Linked DNA regions of Hordeum vulgare: region 2 is linked to region 1. Evidence: chromatin contacts called from public Hi-C data. All regions are on one chromosome and are shown on one strand. The core of a region is the stretch at or near the end of the contact, and the rest is flanking DNA. Distances in the headings are between cores, read along the strand shown. Region 1 holds the start of LOC123425469 (zinc finger protein 7-like). Region 2 holds the start of LOC123425474 (indole-3-acetic acid-amido synthetase GH3.8).

Region 1 (6,290 bases), core at 2,093-4,592:
TGAATTATGCACATTAAGTGACTAGAAAACTCAATTAATGTATAAAAAGGCCATACAAACATTCAATAATTTCATATTTTAGCATGACAATCATGTTGCTCTATGTTGACTCTAGAAAAAATTGAAGGCGAGAACGGGCATTGAATGTTGTTTCGCCCAGAAAAGGTAAAGGTTCCCTATCGGAACCACGTAGCTTCTTGTGAGGATCTCTAGTTTTTTAAGAGGCTTGTGCCAAAACATGTCCCAAAATGGATAATTTTTTACCACAATACATATGCCATGTCATGACACCATGCCAAGTTTCATGAATTTCTAACGAGAGTTTGATCTACTAGATTTTGAAAACATAGATTTTAAATGTCTATGGCCGAGCTAAAACGCCGAGAGTTTTCAAATCCATTCCCATTTGAAAACATGCATCCAATGACACGTATATCATTTTTTAACCCATTTTCGTGAGTTGGACATTGTGGTTGTAGTTTGAATTTGAATTGTGCGCATTAAATGCCTGCAAAACTCAATAAAAAGGCCAAAGGAACCATGAATAATTCCATATTTTAGCACGACCTCATGTTGCTCTATGTTGCCTCTAGAAAACATTTCAAGGCGAGAAGAGTTAGTGGATGTCGTTTCGCCCACAAAATTGAACGTTCTCTATTGGAACCACATAGCTTATTGTGAGAATCTCTACTTTGTGAGAGGCTTGTGCCAAAACTTGTTCCAGATTGGACAAATTTTTTACCACATCACATAAGTGTGATGTCATGACACCATGCCAAGTTTTGCGAATTTCTGACGATATTTGGATTTACTAGAATTTGAAAAATTGATTCTCAAAGTTTATGGCCAAGCCAAAATGCATCCTCGAGGAAGATGTAGATTTGTCTACGATTGTTGAAACAGAAAACATGCAATACGAAAGTTATGTGAAACCACGAGATGAACCTACTGGTCAAAGAAAATTTCCAACGGTCAATCATGCTCGACAAATTTAACAAAATTCATACAAAATAACTGAAATAATAATAAAAAAAGAACATTTACAATGAACAAAACTACTGAACTGCTTATTTTTCGTACAGACCTTAACCAAATCGAAGCATTGTTATGTATATTAGAAGTGAGGAGATTATGAGTAAACCATACCAGATACAACTTCACTTACACTAGCCGCACCAGATTGCATAAGTGGAGCAACATAGGTGCGATTTCTTGCATCGCTCGAGTGTGGTGCCATATCAAGCGTTACGAGCTGGTTTGACTTAAAGGTGATTTAAGGTTCATGCTATGCCTTTTTTTAGCAACAGGTTCATGCTATGCCTAAATCTCGCACCGTACTGACCCGATTGGGTCTAATGCAGACTATCAAACAGTCCACAAGTCACCAAAGTGATGTAACGGCACAGGAAAAGGGATCCGCCGCTAGTCGCACGGATCAATGCAGATAAACGAAAACCTGACGCAACATGGGAGTTCCTATTTGCTGCGTTTTGCGGCAAATAGATGTGTCATCGCACAAGGTGTGCTCAACTGGGCTGGACCATTGCGATGCACCGCGAACCCATGTGAAAAATCACAAAAACAGGTTGGTTGATCGCGCTTCGTGGGAATCGAACCTGGGTCACCAAGTCAAGTGCGCTTGCTGCTAGCCACTATGACCGAAGAATTCTCAAAGCAGAAATACATCGCAAGAGTTAAAATAGCATTAGCGGGCGTACCACTATTTGAAACATTCCCGAACAATATTTCAAAATCTGAGTAATTTTCTGGACTTACGACCAATTTTTGGCAAACCCAAACAATTTTCTGAAATGGCGAACATATTCTGAATTTTCTGAACTTTTTTCGTAAACATGAACATATTTTGAATTTGTGACCAAAAGCTCAAAATGGGAACAATTTTTAAAATCTCAAACATATTTAAATTTTTTTAGAACATATTTCGATATAAAGAACAAATTCCCAAACAAATTAATGGATTTTTTTGAAAAGCGAGCATTTCTTATAATAAGGGAATATTTTCGTAAAATCTCCCAAAAATAGAAAACATGATTTTTTTAAATCAGAACATTTTTCAAATTCGAAAACAATTTTTGGTTACGCGAACATTTTTTCAAAAGCAAAACATTTTTCAAATTTTAAAAACAATTTTTGGAAACGCACACATTTTTGAAAAATGGAAATATTTTTTAAACTCCTAAACAAAACTTGAAAACATGAACAATTTCTGAATCTATGAACAATTTTTGAAAAATAAAACAAATTTATGAAAAATGCGAACATATTTTGAAAATGTGTTTTTTAAATTTGTGAACAAAAATTGAAAAAAGGGAACATTTTTTGTAAAATGCGACCAATTTTTTGTATTTGTGAACATTTTTTGATTGAGGCATTTTTTCGATAATCTGAACAATTTCTGAATCTATGAACAATTTTGATAAAGCAATCAAATTTATGGAAAACACGAACACATTTTGAAAATAAGAACATTTTTAAATTTGTGAACAAAAATTGGAAACGGGAGCATTGTTTGTAAAGTGCGACTAATTTTCTGTATTTGTGAAATTTTTTTGAATGGGAACAGTTTTTTGAAAATCTGAAAAAATTCCGAATCTATGAACAATTTTTGAATGGGGACAGTTTTTTGAAAATCTGAAAAAATTCCGAATCTATGAACAATTTTTTAAAAGCAAACAAATCTATGAAAAATGCAAACGTATTTTGAAAATATGAAGATTTTTTGGAATTCTTGAACATTTATTGAGACACGAATAAAATTTAGAAAATGCAAAAAAATTTAGAAAAAGAAAAATAATTTTGAGAAATAAATAAGCAGGAAAAGAAAAAAAAAGAAAATACAAAAGAGAAACAGAACAGAGAAAAGTACAGCTCAGGAAGAAACTTCTAGAATGTTCCTAAAACCAGTAGTAATACTGTGCAGACAAAAAAATCGCTAGTAATTGGCCTGGCCCACTGCATCGATCGCTCGTGCCACCCTGTGCGTGGCGTCGATATTACGATGCAGTGAGCAGCGTATAGGATTTTCCGCCCAACACTGCAGAAGGAGATGAGGTATGAGGCAGAGCGAACCGGGACGAGAGCGACGTGCGACTCGTACGACACAGACCGGCACGCGACCAGGCCGTCATCCCACCTGCCCACCCGGGGTTTTGAAGAATTCTTCTCAGCGTGGAACAAAACGAATCCTGTTGCGTCGGCGCAGCGCTCCTACTCCCAACCCCCTCCCTACCCCGCCCGCCGGATCAGGCTGCCAGAGTCACCAATCCACCAGGCGCAATCAGCATCCAACCTCAAATCCCTCCCCTCACCGTGACCCGAGAGAAAGCAGCGGTCCATTCCAATGGATCATAATCATATAGCCCCAGTTGTCTCCCAGACGAGCAGTCAAAACTCAAAAGTGCTCCTCCATGTATCACTATACAGGAATAAATAAGCACAATCATTATGCTGTGAGTGGATCATGACCATCCACTTGTTCCCGGGCAAAAAGCTTCTGTGTGTTCACCTCGGGGATCGCCCAGCGCTCATGCCCAAGAGTGGCGGATGCACTCAAGCTGAAGCCATTTCGGAGCCGCTGATGTAGGCTGAGCTTTAGGATTAGAGAACGCCAGGCGCCGTCCATGCCTGAGCCTCAAGCGACAAAAAGAGAGAACGTGCATGAGATAAGATCAATGATGACCTCAAATCAAAAAAAAAAAAAAGCAACAACTACGTTTGCACAAATAAATAATACAATAGGCCGTAGCACTTTTAACCGAGAGTGCTATATTGCCAATCAAACAAATGGACTGGAAAGGGTTCGTATTAAATTGGGTTAATCCACGCAAACTTCATTATTGACGCTGAGCAAAGTCTAGCAGCGAAAAGAAGAAGACAATTTCGCCGTTCGACCGCACCGGAGTTTTTAAGTCATGAGACTTCCTTTTCCACATACATTTCTAAACTAATCATGGTAAGGAAATATACAAACATGAACAGCGGATTCCTAGATGACAGGTGAGAGAATTAGAAAACAGCCAATCATATGAGGTTATTGAACTATACCTGATAGAAATGTACTGCAACATTGGTACCTAAAATAGGCACATACCTGATGAGGAAAGAGCAAGACAAGCAACTGAAGCTTCTCGTGAACAGATAGATAGAGTAGTATACATGAAAGACAAACCTTATTATGGAATAATAATAACAAAAGCCAACGAGCTGACCACCGCTACATGGATACTGGTACGTAAGCAAACTAGGAAATAGATAGGTATGCAAACTAGCATATCCTGATCCACTTTAAGCTCCTGGAAACTTTTGCCTTTTCCCCTGAATTATTGCCACTTGCAGACCCCTGCCCCTTTTTATAGCAAACTAGAGGACTGCCATAATAACACAAACCTTGAGCAATCCTCTATTGCACCACTACCAACAAAGAAACAATGAAGAGAGCACCTGAAGCACAAGAGCGGAAATTAGGTAATCAAGGTGATGAAGCTGGTCGCGCCGATGATAATACTCCGACGCCATGGCTAAAGCTGGGGATTGATGCATTGAGAAGTGAAGCAGCTAAGCCTCCAGAGGCCAAATCTGTGGCCACCCCTCAACGGACGTTCTCCTGCAACTACTGCCTGAGGAAGTTCTTCAGCTCGCAGGCCCTTGGCGGGCACCAGAACGCACACAAGAAGGAAAGGTGTGCAGCTAGGAGATCGCGAAGCTTTCAGCAACTGATGCTACGCTTTCCTCCAACTGCTTCCTTCATCCAACCTATGAGGGCCAGCCCCCACTCCACAATTCTGACTGCGCAAGGTGAAAGGGCCGCTGTTGTGGTTGCAAGGTTTCACGACGGCCAAGTGAGAAACAGGATGCCTTTTGCAGTAGAGGAAGCTACCTATTTGGTGTGGCCTGGGAGCTTCAAAACAAGTCTTCAGGAGCCCATGAAGCAGCAAGAGGAAAATATTGATTTGAGCCTGCATTTGTAATTTGTAATCCATGATTCCATGTATAAACATTTTCTGCGAAGTCAATATTTTGCATCATCTTTTGAGGCGAGGGAATAAGATTCCAAACTTGTACCCACAGTTGCAGGTGAGTTCTCGGACAAGTTTGAAAAATAGAAAACAATAATCTATGTGTGATACCTGGTAAAGAGAACAGGTTTAAACTTGAGTGATCTTCAATCTAGTTGCTAGGAAGTAGGAACTATACATACAATCCACCGATCAGTGTTAAGCTATAATTGACAACAACAACAACAACAACAACAACAACAACAACAACAAAGCCTTTAGTCCCAAACAAGTTGGGGTAGGCTATAATTGAGATCAGAAAAAAAAAAAACTTTAGTCTACACCATCGTGGTGATTAGTGTTGCTCTAAGGACTCCAATTCAAATTTGTGTGCCTCACTTCATCACCAAACGTTGTTTCAAAAGATAAACTACATGCAACACATTTTCTGCTTCATCAAAAGTCTTAAACATTTTTATGCATTGGAAGTTTGTTGGCAACCATGAATGCTCTGGACTTTGGAGCTTATCAAACAAGCCCAGTTGTATTGAACTATCATCATATAAAAGCTAACTGCTGACCCCTTATAGATTGCATTTGCATATCTCAGGTCGTACATGTGAATACATGTATTCTTGTCAAAGACAGGATCTTAATTGGTTCACAAGTGTGCATGAATACAAGCAAAGTAATGTGGAAGAATCAGAAGAAAATAATAATACATTGAGACATCAATGGATGCATACATGGAAAAAACAAAAGTCCATTATTTTAATGCTGAAGGCAAGTGCACAGCATAGGAATCTTCTTGTGGAAGCATAAAAACAAGCAAGGGGATAGAGAAAAGGTGAGAATGTGAGATGCCAAAAGAAATATTTAAAAATGGAAACACTGGGTGACCACAACTATTGGCTACAATGTATACTGCAAACTTCCATGAGAACACTTCCAACGATTACACTGTATATGCAGAAATTGTTGGCTCACAAAATCATTGGAGACTAATGTCTCCGAAATACATCACATATCCTTCTGGAAAGCCACCTCGGTAAGACTATTTTGATGTTATATGATTTTCAGTAGGCTCTCTCATTAATGATATACTACAAAGCTAGAAGTTTGCAGTGTTATTGTCTTCAATGTTTAAAATTCAGTAGTCTTATATATAGATAAACCACCACATTCTTTTATTTAATAATAATCATCAGTATTAGTTATGCTGGTTTTTAAAGGTGTAATATTCACCAAATTTGAAAAAAAAACTTCCAAGTATTA
Region 2 (6,290 bases), core at 1,851-4,350, 430 kb before region 1:
CCGTGCGACGCAACGCATGCACGCGTGTGTCTTTCCCGCAAATCCTGACCGGTTTGGCGGCCCGATTTGGCTTGGAAAAACGTCGAGCATGGTTCGATCCCAGGATTCTTCCAGCACTTTGCATAAAGCACTTCAACGAAGCATTGAAGCAGGAAATCATTGAGGCGTTGAAGCAGGAAAACAAACGTACCAGGGACGGTCGTCCCCTTTTAACAGAAGGGAAAGAAATAAAACTTTTGGAAAGAAAAGAAGACAATGGGATGCTCCGCAGAAATCGTTTCAGTTCGGACTCAGTGGATGGAAAACCATCCAGTTTATGACGACCATTCAAAAGAAAGAAGGGCCTGACGATCGACGGCGAGAAGCTTCGGCCGCCTCAATTATTGCCGCCTCGACCCAATCTCACCGGCGATGAGCTACGTGACGCGGCTAATTCTGCTCCTCTTGCCAACATTTTCCAACGAGCAAGCAGCAGCAACGAGTTCTTGCCGTCAAAATGGGAAGGCCGAAGGCAGGAGAATGAGGAAAGAACAACCGGCCTCCGGTCTCTCTCTGCTGGTGTCGGCTAGTGGCCAATAATTGGGGAAATATATCCTGCAAGTACACACTAACTCGTACGGTTTTGGAGGCATGTTCCGTTCCGTTAATTAACAATCAATCATAATCCCGATAGATACAGACAGACAAGCACATCAATCATCAACCATTAATCATCATATTCCGGCAGTAATCGGACTGTTACATCAAGCATTAATCATTAACCATATTCCAGCCTCATTCCTAGCATCAGATCAAAGGTGGTACTGGCACTCACTCTCGTTCTACTACTACTAGAGCTACGTAACGTACTAGTACTAGCCGAGCCGACGGCAACGACCAAAATTTCCAACGAGTGAATCGATTCAGGCGGAGACGTCGTGGGTCCTGCTTCGTGTGGGGCGATCGCCGTCGAGCAGAGCTCTAGTCGGAGCGCCGGGCCGGGGTCCAGTGCGGCAGGGCGGGGCTGAAGTGGCTGGACACCACGCGCGAGTCCAGCAGCTCGATGATGGGCGGGAACGTGACGCACCGGGGCGCCTTGTACTGGTTGATGCTGGCGCCCCGGGAGATGGCGTAGTCCATGAGCTCCTCGAACGTGCCGCCCCGGACGACCCGGATCTCCAGCGCCCCGATGGAGCCGTCCGCCACCCTGCTCTGCCTGTACACCGTGTTCAGCGCCTCCTCCATCTCCAGGCAGCAGGCGTCCAGGGTGCCCTTGTCCACCGCCGTCGCGCCGGCGCCGGCGCCCGTCGTCAGCAGCTCCCAGTACACCACGTAGTGCCCGGGGATGCTCTTGGTGCACGCCTGGCTGGTGTACTCCGCCACCGACGCGCCGTGCGGGCGGAGCAGCGTCGCCGCGCGCTCCACGGCGCGCTGCAGCTCCGCCTCGTCCGTCTTGTCCGACTCGATGGACAGCAGCACGTTCTTGCGGCGGACGAACTGGAACTGTGGCGCCGCATTGTGGAACCCGGTCACGCGGAGGACGTCGCCGACGCGGTACCGGTTCAGCCCGGCGTAGGTGGTGATCACCAGCTCGTACTCCCGCCCGGCCTCCACGCGCGCGAGGTCCACGAGGTTTCCCGCGTCCACGCACGACGCCGCGCCGGTCGCCTCGTCCACGGGGAGGAACTCGAAGTACCCCATGTTGGGCATGATGGTGTAGGACACCTCCGAAGGGTCGCAGAGCGGGCGGAGGTTGAGCCCGAAGTAGCACTCGGATGACGCGTACATGGTACACGCCATCGGCAGGTCGCCGCTGTAGTACTTGAGGGTGCCGATGTACTGCGCCATGGCGCCGGTGACGATGACGTCCAGGTATTTCGTGTTGGGCCAAATGCGCCTGACGATGCCGGCCCAGTCGCCCTTGCAGCACTCGTCCCGGACGAACTGGGCGAGCTCGGGGTCCGGCCGGAGGATGCCCGCCACCGCCTCGCGCACGGAAGCGTCGGTGACGCGCGGGGTGAGCGCGCCGGCCTCGATGTCGGCGGCCAGCTCCTCCCAGTTGAGCTGGAGGAAACGGATCGCGCGCAGGAGGCCGGAGGCGAACACGGCGCCGACGCGGAGCACCTCGTGGCGCTGGCACAGACCGCACACCATCTGAGCGTACATGCTCTCGAACGCGTCCGCGCAGAGGATGGCCGCCGTCGGGCTGGTGTAGTTGTGGTAGGGGTCGTAGGGGCGGTTCTTGAACTGCTCGCTCTTGTAGTAGCTGGTGAGCACTGGCCGCGCCGTGAGGCCGCTCGGGGTCTTGGTCTCCGACTTGACGAACAGGAAGTAGAGGCCCTTCCCCTTGTCAAGCCCGGACAGATATCTGCAAGAAACATTGGGTCGATCGATCGATCCATGGATCAATCAGCAGCTGTTCTCTCACTTTGGAGTTTGGACTGGAGAAATTGATTACTTGTTGATCGTGGAATGCCATCGAGTGCCAACTTACAGGTTCATGACCGGCATAAGGAGGCTGTAGAGGAGCTGGCGGCGGTCGAGCTCGTCCTTGATGGTGGGCATGAGCTTGCGCTCGCCGGCCGACGTGCCGGAGCTGGTGAGGAACTCGGAGACGGGGTGCGTGGACAGGATCGGCGACCGATCCCCGTTGACAATGCGCTGGATGTAGGGCTGCAGAGCGTCGTAGGACACGACCGGCACCTTGGCCCGGAAGGTGTCGCGGTCGGCGGCGCCGTCGAGGCCGCAGTTCTTGAGGTACTCCGTGTCGACGTTCCGGGCGAGGATCTCGGCCAGGACGCGCTCCTGCACGGAGTCGACGTTGCAGGTCATCTCGTCGATGAAGCGCAGCTTCTCGGCGTCCTTGGCTTTTGCTGCGGCCGCAGCCTCCGCCACCGGTGACGAGGCCGGGCTCCGCAGAGCCGCGCCGATCGCCCTCGACACATCAGTCATAGCCGCCATTTGCTGAATACGAGACACTAGGAGAAGCAGAGCAGGGAACGCGAGCTAGAGCTAGGTGAAGAATGCCGGCCGGATGCGTGGGAGGGAGGGGAGGGGAGGGAGGGACAGGAATGTTTGCTCGATCGACTGCTGTGTTGTGGTGGTACTAAGCCTGTGTCAGAACGGCTCGGCGTGGCCAGTTATTTATAGGGGAGAGCGGCGCGCGGATGAGGATGACGGAGCTCGGCGGCCGCGAAGGAGGACATGAGATGGCATACGTCAAGGAACTGTCTGTCCATGGCGGGGCAGCCAGGGCCCAGTGTCCCGTCCGGGGGTGGACATGCAGCCGGCAAGGACAGCGGCACGTACGCGGCTGCCGGCCCGACGGTAAAGGATACGAGTGCCAAAGTTGCCATTGTGTGCACGCATCGACCGCGACGCGCGCCATGTCTTGACGCATCTGATCTCCGTTCCATGCATGTAAGATGTAACAGGGGCAGCAGCGGTTATGCGACCGGCGTGGTGGTGGCGACGTGCATTGAACCGCAACCGATCGGGGCTCAGTGGTTGGGAGGGCGACTGCGACTGGACCGGCTCACCTCGCGACACGTCCTCGGAGCCGCGGCGCGATCGCCAACGGAAGAAGAAGAAGAAGAAAGAAAAATGGGGGGCTGCTCGCTCGCTCGCTCGCTCGCTAAATGTGCAGGATCCGGCTGGGGATCCGGTTCGCGTTAAAGGAAACTTCGAATCACCGGCCTGGCCGCCAATTTTTATTGCAACATGCAGCAGGGGGCTGACCGGCGGGTTTTTTATGCGCGCCACCGGATGGATGGCAGTGCCAGTGCGCGTCCGTCCGGCCGGCGGCTCGTGCGCGCAGGTGGTTTGTTGACGAGCGCCACCGCCCGCACCGCCCATGCGGTCGCCGGCCTGTGCATTATTGGACGAGGGAGGGAGGGAGCGCGGGCAGCAACTGGGCGGCTAGCCTACAGCGTGGAGCGGCGAGACCACCGGACCGACCGGACGTGCGAGGCGGGGCTGAGCTGGTGACCACGCGGGCGACACCGCGTCCCTGCGCGCGCTCCCGCCACACCAGAGCACGCGCCGGCCGAGACGGGCGTGAAAGTCCTCGCCCATTTTTGACCAGGCACGGGCACGGGTGTGGGGGGGTTGGTTTCTGGGTTTCAGCGTGCGGTGGTGCGCAGAGGCTGTGTGCCGGCAAGCGCCGGGAAGCTTCCGCTTTTGCTCGACAGGATGACGGGGGCAAAAGGTTTGGATTTTGTCTCACGTGAACCGGAGGAGGACAGCCAGCCATGTGTTGGAAAACCCTTTTTGTCCAAAGATGCGATGCGAATGCGATGCCATGCACGCCCGTGCTGGAATTCCCTGCGGCTACACTATTCTCTATTCTGACCGTGACAGTCACTTTGAAACGCTGCTTAATCAACTGTTAACTACTACTACTCCTTGATCGCTGTTAACTACAGGTAAGGTTGCGTGTTTTGCATGTGCGCTAGACTGTTTGGTAGTAGCTGACTTGCTGCTGTTGCTAGGCGTTGGTCTTTGGCCGGGCACAGTTGTTAATTATTGTTTTTTTTTTTGAACGTCAGTTGTTAATTATTGTTACAGGTGGGATCGTCCGTGGTGCGAGGTGCACAAACATATGTCCACATTGATTATGCCTGGGCATCGATCGATCCTGTGAAACGAAATGACGTTAGATTACCTGGCACGCACGGCGTTCCTATTGTCAAGTCAGGCAGCAGTTGTAGCTGACGAGTACTATGTCCCGTGTCTGTCAGCGTAACGATTTCAATGACCATGCACGCAAAATGGATGGACAGAGACGGCCGCGCGTATCTCCACTTCATTCAGAGCTTGACGTGGATGGCGTGGCCGGGACTATTGGCTAGCCGCACGGTTCGCGCGTGCTACATAGCTCGCTGGTAGGACAAGTTGTTGTCACGCACGCTCGAAATCTTCGTCGTACATGGTTTTTTGAAACGTGTGCAACTGTTGATCAAGGATGAGGGGGTACAACTCCCACTCTTAAAATAAGTCGTAGCCCTGCTATATTAATACAACGACTTTTTTTTATAACACACCCACTTTATAGATTATGGCATAATGTTCATACAAATAGATTTCCGGATGCATTCGGAAGACACACCACGCCAAACACGACACCCTAACTGATTACAAGATCTAGCCAACAAATATGCAGAAATATTTTGCTCTCGGCGCACATGAAATATAGAACAGGTACTGAAAGAAGTACTAATATGCTTGATGTCTTGAATCACAGGACCACAAATAGATCGATCCATGACCAACGAATTGATACGTTGAATCACTGTCAAACAATCTGAAGCGAGAACAACCTCGTGGATACCTTCATCCAAAGCAAATAGCAAGCCTCTCTTGATAGCAATTGCCTCTGCCAGCTCAGGATTGTAAATTTCAGGCACACCAATACCGTAGGAAACAATGCAAGCTCCCAAATGATCTCGCATCACTACACCTACCCCCATGCTCCTGGTATTGGAAAAGAGAGCAGTGTCAACATTTATCATCACTTTACCTACCGGTGGCGGAACCCAAGATGCTGTTGAAGAGGGTTCACGCCTATGGTTAGGTCTGTTAATGAACAAATGCTCCACAATCATGTCAACATATGCTTTGATTTTCAGAGCAAGACTAGACGGGTGCTGGTGAATATTTTCTTCTCTGAGTTTGTTACGAGCATCCCAAATATGCCAACATGTGACTGCTAAAACTGTAGCTGCAAGGTCATCACATCGGGCCAGGAAATCAAAAATCCATGATTTGCAATTTGTAAATCCATGCCGACAAAGATGCACATCGAAATAATCTTTAATATCAGACCAAATAGCTTGTGCATATGGGCAAAAAAGCAAAGCATGTTCAACACGCTCCTCAACAGAACAATGGACACAAACCTTAGATGCAGGAATATGTCTCCGGTGAAGCTGCATCCCAGATGGGAGGCAATCATGAGCAAACCTCCATAGAGTAATTAACATTTTCCCCGGTGCCTTGATCGCCCACATTTTGTTCCAAGAACTGGATTCACAATGGAGATTAGAGGACATACCACGGCCTGTGATACTGCGGGATGAATAAACCTTTGTCATTCTAGCCAAATGATATGCTGAACGGACCGAAAATGTACGAGACCGAGTATGAGGCCACGAAACGAAATCACTGTCACCAAAACGACTGATAGGAAGTTGAAGCACTTGTTCCGCAACTGCAGCATCGAAGATAGACCGAAGTAGCTGTTCATTCCAATGCAAACCATCCTCGGCAAAAAGAGAATTAACCTTCTGGCCAACCGAGAGAGGAGAAAGCAA

What was found. Hi-C and Micro-C count contacts between places; a contact is called where the count stands out from the background.
Region 2: a Hi-C map of seedling shows a contact between it and region 1, with 7 times the contacts expected there. The contact joins the promoter of LOC123425474 here to the promoter of LOC123425469 in region 1. A contact is called at or near these places in 2 of 6 Hi-C or Micro-C datasets (leaf and seedling).

The regions. Positions count from the first base shown.
Region 1 is chr2H:120,303,785-120,310,074 of MorexV3_pseudomolecules_assembly, reverse strand. LOC123425469 (zinc finger protein 7-like) reads left to right here and starts at 3,342. Exons shown (of 1, transcript XM_045109173.1): 1 at 3,342-5,033. The coding sequence starts at 4,449. The coding sequence ends at 4,988.
Region 2 is chr2H:120,732,516-120,738,805 of MorexV3_pseudomolecules_assembly, reverse strand. It overlaps LOC123425474 (indole-3-acetic acid-amido synthetase GH3.8), which reads right to left and starts at 3,100. Exons shown (of 2, transcript XM_045109176.1): 1 at 2,474-3,100; 2 at 693-2,347. The coding sequence starts at 2,940. The coding sequence ends at 961.